Linked DNA regions of Sus scrofa: region 1 is linked to region 2. The links are chromatin contacts, called in public Hi-C maps. All regions are on one chromosome and are shown on one strand. Each heading gives the region's core, a stretch centred on a gene start, on an enhancer-like site or on the middle of the called end of the contact. The rest is flanking DNA. Distances are from core to core; before and after follow the strand shown.

What was found. A called contact is a pair of places that touch in the nucleus more often than the background predicts.
Region 1: a contact with region 2 is called in a Hi-C map of liver, with 3 times the contacts expected there. The contact joins the enhancer-like site here to the promoter of MTSS1 in region 2. A contact is called at or near these places in 2 of 5 promoter capture datasets (both in liver), 6 of 47 Hi-C or Micro-C datasets (fetal liver, liver and skeletal muscle) and 2 of 2 datasets of contacts at active chromatin or transcription factors (alveolar macrophages and skeletal muscle).

What each region holds. Positions count from the first base shown.
Region 1 is chr4:14,981,456-14,984,155 of Sscrofa11.1, reverse strand. All of the region lies in intron 3 of MTSS1 (metastasis suppressor protein 1), which reads right to left. Among named protein-coding and RNA genes, the nearest start is that of MTSS1, 50 kb to the right of the region's middle. Within about 2 kb of position 1,350, at least 19 of the 83 cell types and tissues checked have an H3K27ac peak or open chromatin away from gene starts, as enhancers often do. A contact at or near this core is called in alveolar macrophages, fetal liver and liver, where this site is marked.
Region 2 is chr4:14,931,881-14,934,682 of Sscrofa11.1, reverse strand. MTSS1 (metastasis suppressor protein 1) reads right to left here and starts at 1,393. Exons shown (of 15, transcript XM_021088945.1): 1 at 745-1,393. The coding sequence starts at 816. LOC106509968 (a long non-coding RNA gene) reads right to left here and starts at 736. Exons shown (of 2, transcript XR_002343109.1): 1 at 1-736.

The DNA of each region.
Region 1 (2,700 bases), core at 101-2,600, 50 kb before region 2:
TTAGGGTTAGCAAAACAGTAAGTCAGGTTCTCCTGATTGCTATTTATACCCTAAGCCCTGGGAAACACACAGAGAAAACACGGAGTTCCATGGGGAGTTTCAGGTTTCGGTATATAAAGCGTGAGAGACAGACGGGTCCCTCCAGGAGAGATTTTCTTAATAGCAACTTCTTTTCTGGCTGGGACCACCACACCTACGGCACAGGGCTTCTCCAACAACTCAATCCCCAGCTCAGAATCCCAGGCAAGGCCCAGCAGCAGGCAGCCCAGGGCCAGGGGTGAGACGGCATCTCCTCCAAAAGGCCCCCATCCCTCCAGACATCCAGCCTGCAGGGGCCAGGGCCAGCCAGCTGTGGCCTCTGATCTCAGTTCAAAGTGACAAAGAAGGAAGCCCCTAGCAAGGTGAGAGCACACAGGCAGAGCAGCGTCACTCCCAGGTAAAAGCAAGGAGGAGAGCTGTAAGGGAAAAAAAGGGGAGTTCCCATCGTGGCTCAGAGGTTAACAAATCCGACTAGGAATGATGAGGTTGCAGGTTCGATTCCTGGCCTCACTCAGTGGGTTAAGGATCCGGTGTGGCCATGAGCTGTGGTGTAGGTTGCAGATGCGACTCGGATCCTGCGTTGCTGTGGCTCTGGTGTAGGCCGGTGGCTACAGCTCCGATTAGACCCCTAGCCTGGGAACCTCCATATGCTGTGGGAAGCGGCCCTAAAAACGGCAAAAAAAAAAAAAAAAAAAAAAAAAGACAGAAAAAAAAGGCTATTTGTATGTCACGACCATGGCACTTGGCTTCCAGGGTGCACTATATAACATGCCTATTGTATTAGTCGTTTATAAAATACCTATTACACTAATAGTATATTATTACAATACTTCTATCATAGAATCTCTTTGAAAGATCACCCGGGACCTGATCACCAAGGGGCTCTTAATAGAGAAACTCAATAACCCGCTGCAGGTGTCAGGGAACGTTCCCGGGGCCGGGTTCAGGGCTTCTACTGTATGAATGAAGGGCACGCCCCTCGAGCAAAGCAGGTGCTCTCACAGCCACTCCAGCCGCCTCTTAGACAGCGGCTGCTCTGCATCTATTCGAACCCCAGCGCTCCGTCCTCCAAGAGGAAAGCTAAGCCAGCCCACAGAGACCCTCTGGGCCACAGGGGTGGTTTCTTTAGACCGCAGGAAGGGAGCTGCCTAATCGCATGGACACAAGTCAGCGATCTTATTCCAGGCTACCTGGGGAGGAAGGGGCAGAGCCGGAGCAGAAAGGAACCCCCGGCCCCCCTCACCACCCCCACCCCCACTGCGGTAAAGGCCCAAGGTCAGTGTTAGAGAAGAGGATCGTTGTGTTCCGCCTCCTCCCAAGTGAAAAGCTAGACTTTGGAATCGTTACACAAACGGTGGTGTTCAAACAACACAGGGAGCCGGGGCGTTCTTTTAAAGAAAGAGCAAATGATAAACTCAAGTCACTAAGTGTCCACTCGGCATCACCCCCCTCTTCAGCAGAGACAAGGGCCAACCCCGGGACTCCTGCGGTGGTCACATCGGAGAAACTATTTCCCCGTGAAAGGGACTCTTCTGCACCAGTCCCAGTTGTTATTGCTGGCGTGTGTGTGTGTGTGTGTGTGTGTGTGTAAGTATTTAAAACATCCACAATGAAAATATACCCATCCTACACATATTTCATATTATCTCAATGATAATGGCAGCCTGACCACTGTTCAGTTTAAATCAACACCCTCTCTCTCTCTCAGAACAACTCTTGTATAAGGATTCATTGATCTACTCTATATCAAGCATGTTGCAGCACAGTGCCTGGCACATTCGTGCACACTGATAAACAAGAGCTTTTTCTTCACTCTAATAGTTTAGCACTTGCAGGCTACGAGGGGCCAGGCCCTTCACACCTATTCTCAAAGGCTCTTCCCCGCAACCCTACATAGGTGCCATAATCAAGTCCACTTCACAGATGAGGAAACTGAGGTACACAGAGATGAAAGCAACTTGCCAAAGGTCACACCACAAAACAAAAACAAAAACAAAAACAAAACAAAAGGCACAGGCTGTCATTCAATCCAAATCAAAGGTTCTTCACCAGCAAGCTCTGCAATTTCTTAACTCTAACAACAAAGGCACGTTTGCACCAGAAGAACTTTTCCATTTCATGCTGCACTGATTTTTGTGGTTATGTGTATGCAGAGCGAAAGCAGGATGGGGAAGCCACTTATTACCGTGTGTGCCACCGCCGTCTTCAGCAGCCTCCCTCCCTCGTGCTGGGCTCAGCCCTGCTGGCTGCAAGCCTCTCCCTGTAGCCTCCATTCTTATGGGGTAAGAACATAGAGAGGAGGCTGGAGCAGCCAGTCTTGGCCCCTGTGAGGCAGCATGAAGCCTGCAGTCAGGAAGGAGGAGGCCAGACACAGTGCACAGGGTGAAGTGGGCTGCCTGGGCCAAGGGCTAAGTGCAAGGCCAGCTAAGCAGCTGCCCGCCAAGCTCTGTTTCAGAGGAGGGGGCAAGAGTGGGGAGGGGCGAGGACCAGGACATCTTCCTCCGGTGAATGTGCACAAACACCCCCCCGCCCCCGTGACTAGACACAGACAGCATTTCATGCCAAATTTATATGGAACACAATCAAACAAAACGAGAGTGTCTGAAGCTTAAATCACATCCTGAAGAAAACAAAAATGGCTTAAGCTTTACTTAGAGCAGC
Region 2 (2,802 bases), core at 144-2,643:
CAAGCGAAAACCTGGAGTCTATGTCTCTTGGTGGGTGGGGGATACAGTTGTTTAAGGCGACCTAGTCTTGCCTTCAGGCTGGGATCCTCATCCAGAGGAAGAGCCCCCATTCAGCTCCCCCACCGCAAGACTGCTTCGGAACTTCTGCTCCGCGCCCCGGGGAGGGCTGAGGGGAGGTATGCACACCTTCACCAGGTTTGGAAGAGCCTAATTAATACCTAATTTGCTCCGATCACCTCCAGGTGAATCTGAAAGCCAACGTGGGAGCCCTCTCAGTCTCATGGGCCGGGGAGCTCCTTCCCACCGCTGGGCAGAGCTCCCACGCTCTCCCCACTACCACGCCAGGCGCCTCCACCCCGAACCCCAGGGAATCAGGTGTCCGCCCAGGCATCTAGCCTCTGCGGGTCGCAGACACTCCGTCCAGCGACAGACAATAGAAAACTTGGAGCCGGGGCCCTTGGCCCCCAGGGAAACGAGATGGTGCCGCCCCCTGGGACAATGAGCGGGGGACAGGGCAGAGGGCATCAGATACCCCCAGAGAAGCCGCCCGCCAGGTGACCCAGCTTAGCCCGGAGCGGCGCCCCGGGTGAGCAGGTGACATCCGGGCCGGAGCGCTCCCGCAGGTGGCCGGCGGCCACCGCGCAGGCAAGGGCCCGGCGGCTGGCCCGGGGCGGAGGCGAAGCCTGGTAGCGAGGTCACTGTACGGCGGCCGCCGCCGCCGCAGCCGCGCCCCCGGCGTCCTACCTTCATGTCGCTGATGATAGTCTGGAAGAGGCCTCCGAGCGCGCTGCATTCCTTCTCAATCACAGCCTCCATTTTCCCAGCGCCAGCAGGGACAGGACACACACTCGGGGCCGCCTGGACTGTGTGCGGAGCTGGGGATCGCTCACCCCGGGAGTAATTTCACCCTCCGAGCGACCCACCTCCAACTCGCAGCCTCTTGTGCAAAGAGGACGAAATGCCCGAGATCGACTGTTCTCTGCCCAAAATAATAAAATAATTTAAAAAGCCAAACCGCTCTGTAGGGCGCCTACATGCAGTGCTCTGCTCCTGGCCTTAAAAATGCCCGGACAAGACTGACAATCAGGCCACCACTGGTGCCCACGGCAGAAACAGCAAAGCCCATCTTGAAAAAGAGAAAACCGCCCGCTGACCCGGGGCCAGCGCCATTTAAAAATGCAAGATTTTCTAATTTAACAAACGTTCTTGAAATTAAAAAAAAAAAAAAATCGCCCAGCTGCAAGAACGGGTCTGCTCGAGACGCCGGGATCTGTTGCTCGCAGCCACGGCCGCCGCCTCCTTTTCAGTCCTGCGCGCCGGGCCCGGGCGCTCGCTCCAGCTGGGCTCCCGGGGACGTTCGCAGGGGCGCACGCGCGCTCGCGGCCGTGCGTCCGGCGCGGGGAGGGCGCGCTCTCGGGGCCGTGCGTCCGCCGCACGCGGGCGGGGCTGGGAGCGCGTGCCCGGGAGGCGCGTGGGGCGCCGGCCTCGGAGAGGAGCCGGCTGGCGGGTGAGCGTGCTAGCGGTGCGAGAAGGATTCCGCCCCTGTGGGAGCCTCCTGCGCCGAGCAGCCCCCTTTCTCCTAGGCGGCTGGTTGCGGAGCCGAGAGGGCGTGTCGGCACGCGGTTAGGCGCCCACCCGACAATGGCTGCAAGCGCCCGGCACGGAGGGTGCAGCCGCCGACCTCGGGGACAAGCACGCTGGCACGCTTAGCGCAGTACCTCGCATCTAGGGAGCGCTCGATAGGGCGGGAAAACTGCCGTTGCTGCTGCCGCCGCTGCTACTGCAGGCTTCCGAGAAGAGGCCCGTTCGTTCTGTGTTATCAGAACTGCTACGCCAAGTCTTGATTGCAAACAGCCGAATATGTAATTAAGGAGAGTTCGGAGGCGTATCCTGCAGCGGGATGCCCAGTTCAATCAAGTTGCCGGACGCTGGGAAAGTGGATTGATTTGACATTGCAAAATAAATAGCGTTAGAACTTCCATGTGCTATTTTCATTACTTTATAGAGATTGCTGACTGCTCGTGCCTTGGACCGTTGTTTTCCAGGCGCACTGAAGACATCGGGTGTTGGCGTCACTGCAATGAGCCTGGTGGAGAGGTTTAACCTGGAAAAAGCACAAGTGGGCCCAGGTTGATTTGGGGGTTGGTGGTTCATTTACCCAATTCCACCGCCTAACTGCACAGAGATCCCTCATTTAGATCAATATCAACTAGGCAAGGAGGAGGGGAATCAAATAAAAAGCTTTTGAAAGACCTTCAAGCGTAAGCCCCCGAGTCTGGGCTGTTCCCTTGACCCTTGAGCTTTGAGCTGGGTTTGAAGCACAAAGCAGGACAAAAAGAAAATAGGTGTGTGGGAAGGAAGGTAATGAGGAACCACGTGCAAAATGCTGGAGAGACTTATATCAGACTCAGAAATAGGAAAAAGCTGGCTTTGAAAACGGCTTGAGCCAAAGAAATGCATGGAGCTGCAGATCAGCTGCAGAAAATCATTTTCCCCTGGGCCACTCTGCCCCACTCTTAACCACAACCCCCCTCTCCACCCCTCTTCCCCAAATCATGAGGGGTGTTACTTCTGGAATTCTGATCTCTTGGGCAACCTACTGGCTTCTGTCTCCAAGGTCATTTGGATGCATAAGGTTTCATCTTCACTTTGTCAATAACAGTGCTTGACAGATAGTTGACTCTTAATCATATTCATTATTATGATTTTAATGCTAACGGTATTATACTAATCAGGATCGCTGCTTGTAGAGCCAGATTTCCTGGGTTCAAACCCCAGTTTAATACCCACTATTGGGGAGTT